Regions from separate parts of the Mus musculus genome. Here region 1 is linked to region 2. Evidence: chromatin contacts called from public HiChIP or PLAC-seq data. All regions are on one chromosome and are shown on one strand. The core of a region is the stretch at or near the end of the contact, and the rest is flanking DNA. Distances in the headings are between cores, read along the strand shown. Region 1 has its middle 24 kb from the start of Gm26885. Region 2 overlaps Bnip5 (BCL2 interacting protein 5).

The links. HiChIP or PLAC-seq counts read pairs in DNA pulled down with a chosen protein or histone mark.
Region 1: a contact with region 2 is called in an H3K27ac HiChIP or PLAC-seq map of large pre-B cells, with 5 times the contacts expected there. The contact joins two enhancer-like sites. A contact is called at or near these places in 1 of 39 promoter capture datasets (pre-B cells), 5 of 484 Hi-C or Micro-C datasets (the G1E-ER4 cell line, cardiomyocytes and embryonic stem cells), 1 of 115 datasets of contacts at active chromatin or transcription factors (large pre-B cells) and 1 of 9 other capture datasets (embryonic stem cells).

What each region holds. Positions count from the first base shown.
Region 1 is chr17:29,512,713-29,517,382 of GRCm38.p6, forward strand. No RefSeq gene overlaps it. Among named protein-coding and RNA genes, the nearest start is that of Gm26885, 24 kb to the left of the region's middle. Within about 2 kb of position 1,904, at least 61 of the 459 cell types and tissues checked have an H3K27ac peak or open chromatin away from gene starts, as enhancers often do. A contact at or near this core is called in the G1E-ER4 cell line, where this site is marked.
Region 2 is chr17:28,892,490-28,897,263 of GRCm38.p6, forward strand. It overlaps Bnip5 (BCL2 interacting protein 5), which reads right to left. Exons shown (of 12, transcript NM_172450.3): 12 at 3,906-4,774. Among named protein-coding and RNA genes, the nearest start is that of 1700030A11Rik, 10 kb to the right of the region's middle. Within about 2 kb of position 2,487, at least 86 of the 459 cell types and tissues checked have an H3K27ac peak or open chromatin away from gene starts, as enhancers often do. A contact at or near this core is called in the G1E-ER4 cell line, where this site is marked.

The DNA of each region.
Region 1 (4,670 bases), core at 654-3,153, 620 kb after region 2:
CCCGTCCCCAACAGTAAGCCTCATAAATAGACTTTGCATTAAAATGTAAAATTACGGCTGGGCGTGGTGGTGCACGCCTTTAATCCCAGCACTCTGGAGGCAGAGGCAGGTGAATTTCTGAGTTCGAGACCAGCCTGGTCTACAGAGTGAGTTCCAGGACAGCCAGAGCTATACAGAGAAACCCTGTCTCGAAAAACCAAAAACCAACCAACCAAACAAAAAAGATAAAATTACACTCATTTACTCATGAGTGCGAATGTATGGATGTGGGCTGGCCATCCACCGTGAGAGGGCTGGGGTCAGAGGGCAACCTGTGGGAATCGATTCTCTCCTCTGACCCTCACCTTGTAAGCGACCGCTTATCTCTTTGCTAGGCTCTGTTTGTTCCCAGGGCATAGGTACTGACCTGCTCTTGCTGAGCTCCGTGACCGGTGGACCGGTCTTAGTGGAAGCAGTTACATAAACAAAGTGGATTTCAGAGAGGTCAAAACCGAAGGGATGGGGGAGGGCTTGGGTCATCAGTGCAGAGTGAAGCCCAGGGGAGGTGGGACTGAGGCCTGGGGACTGAAGCCAGGGGAGGAAGGGTGGTAGAAAGGGAAGAAGCAGGAGCCAGCTAGATTGGAGTCCGTGAGCCAAGAGCGACACTTGTTGGCCGAAGAGGGGGTAGCCACCTGTGACAGGCTGCGGAGATGGGGTGGGGCTGGAGAGGTCAGGAGTAGAAGTGGGAGGGCCTCCCTAACAGAAGCAGCCTTAGTGGAAGTGTGAAGGCTTCCCCAGAAGGTGATAGAGTGGAGAATATGGGAGGCACATGGGGCTGGAGAGATGGCTCAGCGGTTAAGAGCACTGACTGCTCTTTCAGAGGTCCTGAGTTCAATTCCCAGCAACCACATGGCGGCTCACAACCATCTATAACGGGATTGGAAGCCCTCTTCTCTTCTTTCTGAAGAGAGCAACAGTGTACTCACATACATAAAATAAATCTTAAAAAGAAAAGAAAATGGGAGACACACACCTTCACAGGCCAAGGCAGGTGAATGAATCTCTGTAGGTTCGAGGCCAGCCTGGTCTACAGAGAGAGTCCCAGGATAGCCAAGGCTACACAGCTCATTTTTGTATACTGAACCTTAGAGTTTCCCACACCAAGTACCTTCTAGTGTCTCTTTAAAAAGCTAAACATATCTATTTATTTTTTTCCTAAGATTTATTTATTATTATATCTAAGTACACTGTAGCTGTCTTCAGACACACCAGAAGAGGGCATCAGATCTTATTAAGGATGGTTGTGAGCCACCATGTAGTTGCTGGGATTTGAACTCATGACCTCTGGAAGAGTAGTCAGTGCTCTTACCCGCTGAGCATCTCCAGCCCCCATCTATTTATTCTTATTATTACTGTGTGTGTGTATAGGCACATGGGTGCTATGGTGTGTGTGTGTGTGTGTGTGTGTGTGTGTGTGTGTGTGTGTGTGCGTGTGTGCCTGTGTGTACATGTCAAAGGACAGCTTTAGGATGAGGTTTCCAGGGTTGAACTCAGGCTGCCTGGACCCTGCAGCAAACACTTTTAATCTGAGGAGCCATCTTTTGTGCTTTCGGGCCCAGCCATCTTTTTGCTTTTTATTTTGTTATACAGTCTCACCAAATTGCTGGAGTTCGAATTCCGGTAGGCCTGGAACTTTTTGACCCTCCTGCCTTAGGGTCGTCAGCTGGTGGAATGACCCGCTTACACCTGGCCCGGCTCAAGTTTCTCTTAATCGAGTTTATTTCTGGTTTCCAGCCTCCTCACTTCTGCTGTGACTGGGCTGAAGACACCGGGGCAGGGATTAAATCCTGTTGTAGGTTTCAATACTGTTTGTAGAATCTTGTTTTGGCCGGCAGTGCTAACTGGAAACTTGTCGCCGATTGCCACCTAGTGGTCATTTGAAGAACTGCCCCAGGTCCAAATGAATTTCTCGCAGTTTATTGGGAAAAGGAGTTAGACTGCTCGCTATTCTGAATTCGGTGAGTACACAGTAGGAGGAGTGTTCAGGGCTGGGAGGAATGTGATTCAAACGAATAGTGTTGGGGAGAATGGCTCGGTGGGTAAGAGCTGCCAAAGCATGTGACCCTGAGTTCAGATCACAGAAGCCAGTCTGGAGCATGGTGTGCACCTGGAATCCCGGTACTGAGGCCGGAGGATTTCTGAGGTTTTTAGACAGCTTAGGCAGTGTAGCCAGGCAATAGCAAACTCCAGTCTGGTGTAGGAGAGACCATCTTGAGGGGATAAAGAAGAGTGATCATGGACATCTGACATCTGCCTCTGGCCCCCATGCACAGCCCCACGGGGACGAACAGATCTCCACTCCCAGACACTTCTTTTACTTCACTTTATTTTTTGAGACACGGTCTTATAGGTCTAATGTAGACTAGGACTCTTTCTGTAGACAAGGTTATCTTCTAACGCACAGACATTGGACTTCCTCAGCCTCCCAGTGCCGAGACAGTGCCGAGACAGAACGTGAACCCCACCGTATCTGGCTTCAAACACTTTTGTTTTGTTGTTCCTACACAGCATATGGTCTCAAGCAGCCCAGGCTAGCCCGAAACATGAACATACAGATGGGGAAGAGTTTGAACTCCTGATCCCATACCTCCAATCACCAAACACAGTTTCCAGGCCCACACCACCACCATGCCAATGTTTAGAAGGCTACTTATTTGTTCATTTGTTTATGTACGTAGTTTTCTGAGACAAGGTTTAAAGGTACTAGATAGGATATAAGGTAACCCTACTATCCCACTCTCCATTGAGGCTGCTGCATATTAGGAGTTAAGAAGTGTATAGAAAGCCGGGCGTGGTGGCCCACGCCTTTAATCCCAGCACTCGGGAGGCAGAGGCAGGAGGATTTCTGAGTTCGAGGCCAGCCTGGTCTACAAAGTGAGCTCCAGGACAGCCAGGGCTATACAGAGAAACCCTGTCTCGAAAAAAACAAAAAACAAACAAACAAAAAAAAAAACCAAAACAAAACAAAAAAAACCAAGAAGTGTATAGAAGGGTTGGAGAGATGGCTCAGTGGTTAAGAGCACTAACTGGTTTTCCAGAGGTTCTGAGTTCAATTCCCAGCCGCAACATGGTGGCTCACAACCATCTGTAATGAGATCTGAGGCCTTCTTCTGGCCTGCAGGCTTACATGCAGGCAGGATGCTGTATATATAATAAATAAATAATTAAAAAAAATTTATTTAGCCGGGCAGTGGTGGCACACGCCTTTAATCCCAGCACTCGGGAGGCAGAGGCAGGCGGATTTCTGTGTTCGAGGCCAGCCTGGGCTACGGAGTGAGTTCCAGGACAGCCAGGACTACACAGAGAAACCCTGTCTCAAAAAAAAATTATTTATTTATTATATGTAAGTACACTGTAGCTGTCCTCAGATATTCCAGAAGAGGGCATCAGATTTCATTACGGATGGTTGTGAGCCACCATGTGGTTGCTGGGAATTGAACTCAGGACCTCTGGGAGAGCGGTCAGTACTCTCAACCACTGAGCCATCTTGCCAGCCCTAAATAAATAAATCTTTAAAAAAATAAAATAAAATATATGGGGCTGGAGAGATGGCTCAGTGGTTGAGAATACTGACCGCTCTTCCAGAGGTCCTGAGTTCAATTCCCAGCAACCACATGGTGGCTCACAGCTATCTGGAATGGGATCTGATGTGATGCCCTCTTCTGGTATGTCTGAAGACAGCAACAATGTACTCATATAAATGAAATAAATAAATCTTTAAAAAAATATGGAAGGTACTAGATAGGACATGCTGCTGCTTCTTCAGGAGCTCAGCCAGTGTGACCTAAGTCCTGCTTTTATATGTGGCCTGGCCATGTCACTTCCTCTAGTACTCTGTAGCACTGCATGCAAGGCCGACCTGTAAGGACAGTGGGTATAAGACTATAACATTACACTTGGGTGTGAAACACAGGCCACAGGAGTGGTTCCTTGCTGATGATAGGTGCACACCAGCTCTCAGCAGTGAGCTTTTACATACTCTTTCCTTGGAGGCCTGGAGAGATGGCTCACTGGCTAAGAGCACACATTGTTCTTACAGAAACCAAATTTGGTTCCCTGCACCTAACCCTGGTGTTTCACAACCACCCAGAACTCAGCTCCAGGGACTCCAACAGCCTCTTCTGGCCTTCCTGGGAACCTGGACTCATGTGTTCAAACCCGAGTGCACACGATTTAAAAAAAAATAGAGATAACTTTTTAAAGCAGGTTGAGGTGGCACATGCCTTCAGTCCCAGCACTCAGGAGGCAGAAGTAGGTAGATTTTTGTAAGTTCCCGGACAGCCTGGTCTACATAAGTTTCAGGCTAGCTGGGGCTACATAGTGATATCCCAATTCAACCAGCATTTGTTTGTTTATTTGTTTGTTGATAAATGACTTTTAGAAAAACACTAAGTTGAGTGTTTTTCCAGCATGAATAGAACCCTAAGTCTGAGCCTTTAGCACTCGGGAGGCAGAGGCAGGCAGATTTCTGAGTTCGAGGCCAGCCTGGGCTACAGAGTGAGTTCCAGGACAGACAGAGGTAGAGATGGTAGATACACAGAGAAACCCTGTCTAGAAAAAAACCAAAAACCAACCAACCAAACAAAAAAACCTTGTGAAGACTCGATGCTCCAATGTAGGGGAATGTCAGG
Region 2 (4,774 bases), core at 1,237-3,736:
GCCATGAGTGCTTGGGTGATGACCACCTTGTCATGTTTCTATTGAGATCTGAACTTGCAAACCAACCAAAGCATGAATACCAATCCACAGCATATGGCAGCGCCAAAAAGAACAACTCTCACCCACTCCTTAAAGTAGGAAAATGCAGAGGTAAGCCAAGAGGTTAAAATTGCCAACAATGATGGGTTCTATTCGAGTTCCATTAAGGCTTAAAATCTGGCATTAGATGTAAAGAATTGAGGAAACACCCGAATGCGTCAATGTTTCAGGAACACAGAGCACTTCAGTTCTCACTAGCGGGAGCACCCCCAGCCACAGGAACACCCACGTCCTCATAGCTCTGCTTGCCTTAAATTGCTCTGGTCAGCCGTTCTGGGAACCACAGCTGTTGTCGATGATCCTGAGGAAACACAAACAGACGCTCTCGCCCAAACCAATTGAGAGCGCTCCTCTCTCACCTGATTCAGCGCCTCATTATCTCTCTGGAGTTCTGTGCCACATCTTTAAAACCCCCTGTTCCTCTGCAAACCTCAAGTCCCCATGGTGCTTGGTGCAATTTGTCCCAAAACCGTGAACCTTAACTTGTCCTTTCTTTTCCTTTCCCTTTTCTTGCGAGCACCCGACTGGCCAGGAAGAACGACGCTGCAACAGGATCCTTCTGCACACGTTTATTGGGAGAGCTTGATTGCAGAGGCGAAGTGACCCGAAGCCCAGAACTGGTGCTGCTTATATAGGCCTAGGAGAGGCGTGACTCACACCCGGATTGGTTGTGCTTGGGTTATGCTAATCACCTCATTTGCATGCCTACATCTTATTGGTTAACTTCTCTCTCATCTTGGCAAAAGAACCTTTACTGCCTATGTATGTGTGGTGGCCAGCAGTAGCCAACTGCCACTCTGCAACTGCCACTCTGTAACTGCCACTCTGCAACGGCTTCCCACACCCTTTTCTTTTTTCCTTTCCTTCCAGCATCTCATTTGGGGTGTAAGAATTACTCTGGAGGTGACACAGATGTCCAATCCTGCTGAACCCGGAGTGGTTCTCCTCGGTCTTTGGGTGGCCTCATAGACACTGTGGTCTGGAACGCCCCATACATTTGTGGGCCCTGGGGACGCGGGCCCCCTGTCTCGTTTTTTGACTGTTGCATATTATTTTGAAGTATCAGTCTCCCTTTTATGTCCTTGACCGATCTACACTCATTAGCCCAATGCTTTCCTTTACCACACTTTGGGCAGATGCCTGGCACCTTCTTTTCAGGTTTACTCCTTCTATCCCTAGGGCATTGTCTTTGTATATGTCCTGTCTGTCCACAACTGTAGCAAGTTATTCCTTTTGATCTCTGAGCCGATAATACAGCTCCGGCTAGACCTGAATTAGACAATGGCCCTCCTATCTCTCTGCATGCCTTCACCCACATCTGCAGGCCCTTTCCCTTCCAAGGTGTTATTGTATTCCTACACTCCTTTGTGCATTGCTCATAAACTAGTTGTTCTATCAATGGCATAGCTGCTTCAGAATCACCAAATATTCTTCTGGCTGCCTCCATCATACGGGCTACAAAATCTGAAAATGGCTCATTCATTTCTTGAATTACTTTTGTCAAATTTCCTGATACTTCCCCCCTATTAGGCAGACCTTTCCATGCCTTTATAGCTGTATTATTAATTTTTCATAGACCTGCACTGGATAACCTACTTGATTATTTGCCCATTGTCCTTGTCCTGTAAGCATTTCGAAACTCCATGCCAGTTGCCCTGTTGCTGCATTGGCACAGGCCTGATTAGCGCTAACATTATGCCAGATAGATTTCCAATCTAGATATTGTCCCATAGTTAAGCATGCTTTAACAACACTCATCCAATCATTGGGTGTCATAGCAGTGTGAGCGAGCCTTTCTACCTGAGATTGGGTGAAAGATGCATTGACTCCATAGGTCCTCACCGACTCTGCTAAATCTTTTACTTGTTTGTGCCCCAAGGGTTCATAATATCTACCCTGATTTTGGTCCTCAAACACCGGAAACATCTGTCTCAACTTCCTTCGTACTGCTGGAGTACCAAAGGAGTGGCTGCTTCCAGTATCACTTCCTGTTTTCTTAGAATAAGGTGGAGAAGGTGGAGGGACACTGGGAGCTGACTCTATCGGGCCATACCGTTCCGACTCATAAGCTGCAGCAACCTCTTCTAGCTCCTCCTCCTCCTCTGTAGCTAGTTCAGAATCTTCTGAGCTCGAAAGTTCAAGCTGTTCTAGATCAGTTAATGATGGGCTTGATCTCCGTTCCACCCCCCTTTTTGGTCTCCTTTTTTTCTTTATCCTTTTGACTCTTCTTTTCCTTTTCTAGTTTTTGTTTTCTGCGCACTCCTGCTCTCACATCTTTCTCTGTTTCTGACATACTTTCCTGATGTTCCTGTAACAGTCTTTGTCCCTCTTTTTCACACTTCTTATCCTGTATACAAGCCCTAATTAGTTTTCAAAGCAGAAATGCCTGGTTTCAGTTTCCCTTCCCAGCAAACACACTCATGCCCTGGACGATGGCAATTAAGGCAATAGCACAGAATCAGGACTACTATAAAGATGACTAGAATGAGACAAGCAACTGTTAAAGGATCTACTCCAAAGGGAAGCACACCTCTCAAAGACGTACGTTACTCCTTCCCCGTGATGCAGTTCTGAATCCTCCCTGTAACAGGGGGTCTTTGCTCATGCCTGAAGATGTTTCGTTCCCGGGTTTCCGCACCACTTGTGGACGCCCGACTCACCAGCAAGGAAGACGCCACAACAGGATTATTCTGCACACGTTTATTGGGAGAGCTTGATAGAGAAGGCAAAAGTCCCCAGCCCAGAACTGGCGCTGCTTGTATAGGCCTAGGAGTGGCCTATACTTGATTGGTTGTGTTTCAGTGTCTCATTTACATTCCCCAGGATGGGCTGTGACGTGGCGCAAAACCCTTATGCACATGCGCACATTGGTTGTTTACCCGAACTTATGGGCGGTGGCCAGCGGTAGCCAGCGCCATCTTGTAATGGCGTATGTAGCTTCCCACATGCTGAACCCTTACAACCCAGGCTGAATTCAAACTGGATATTGTGAGGTCTCAGAGAAACCCGGGACAAATGGCTGAGGTGCCTATTTAACACACCAAGGCAGACTCTGGCTCAGTCCATACTCACAAGTGCCTGTTACAGACTCGTCCTGCCTGGCATGCCCCGCCCCCCTACCCGCATTCTCTCCAACGCCAGAGCTTTCTTCCCCTTACCCCAGATTCTCCCATTCCTGTATATATAACCAGCCATTTTGGCTATGTGGCCTCTCTTTTGGTCCACAGCCCCTCCTTCCTCTATGGATTCCCACCGCCATCTCATGGTCTGCGTCAGTCTGCTAGCCATGTGCAGTCTGGACTCTCCCAGATGCCTCTGGCTTCTCTGTCATTCATATCTACAGTAAACGTCCCCTCAACCATGCCGTCCTTTTCCCATTCAGACACATAGCAGAGAGCGGCCTCAAACCCTTTCTCCACACCTGTGCTAAGTCACACCAGCTTCATCAAGTAATCAAAAAGAACGATGGCTGACCCAGCCTCTCTCTGCCTCAGGAGTCAGGTTAGGACAGCAATATCTCATTTCTGACATTACCCGCCTGGGATCGGATGGGAAGCCCTGAGCTCATGACCACCCAACCTAGCACCCCTTTTATTACTGTGTCAGCATGGTGTCACTCTAAAGTTGAGCCAGAGAGAACCCAGGACAGGGACAGGGAGGCTGGCCCCACTAGCTCGGACTGTCCTGGATGGGGGCTGGTGGCGGCCATCTGGTCTCTTCTAGATGGAACACGGGGGCAGCCATTTTGTCTCCACTGGGTGGAGCAAGATGACCTAGCTTCCCTGAAAAGATCCGGTTCACACTTTGAGTCAGTGTCTTTATTGGTTCAAACAACACAGTATAAAAACCAGACTTGGATGCCAGCATCGGGAACTCATAACAAATATTCTACAGCCTGGATAGTCGTTCTTACAGATAAGAGACAATGTCCAAGGTTTGGAGCGAGCACTCAGTGGTAAAACAAGCCCTGTTCCCAGCAGGCAGCTTACAACCATCCAGCGCCATGAGATACAGCACCCTCTTCTGGCTTCCGTGGATACTGCACTCATACCAACCCACATAATTTAAAATGAAAACATAATTTATATATAAATAAAAGAAACTATGTACAGTTGGGTGTGGTAACTAACCTGAACTATGTAGAAGACTGATTTGCTAATAATAAAATAAACTATGTACAAAAGGCTCCTGACCCTTGTTTCAAAAATTTAGTTCCCGGGGCTGGAGAGATGGCTCAGTGGATAAGAGGGCATTGACTGCTCTTCCAGAGGCCCCAGGTTCAATTCCCAGCATCCACATTACAGTAATTTCTTGTAACTCCAATTCCAGGAGTCTGACACCCACACACAGATACACACGCAGGCAAAAACAAACAAACAAACAAACAAACAAAAATAACCCACCAATGCACACAACACCATCTTTTGAAAAGTCACTCAAAGCTTTGGCTCTTGCACGTCCATGCCACACCCAAGAATACTACCTAAAATAAATCTATAAGGAGATCAAGTGCCAGTAAGAGACACCTTGATGGAATTAAAAATAAATAAATAAAGGGAGGATTTTAGTTGAACTTCCTGAAAGGATGCCTTCGCTTGAGACTGCCTCCACCTGAGAGCCAGGCCTTCCTACCTCCATTCAGCTGCCATGAATGAAGCCATTCAGCCCAGGTGCC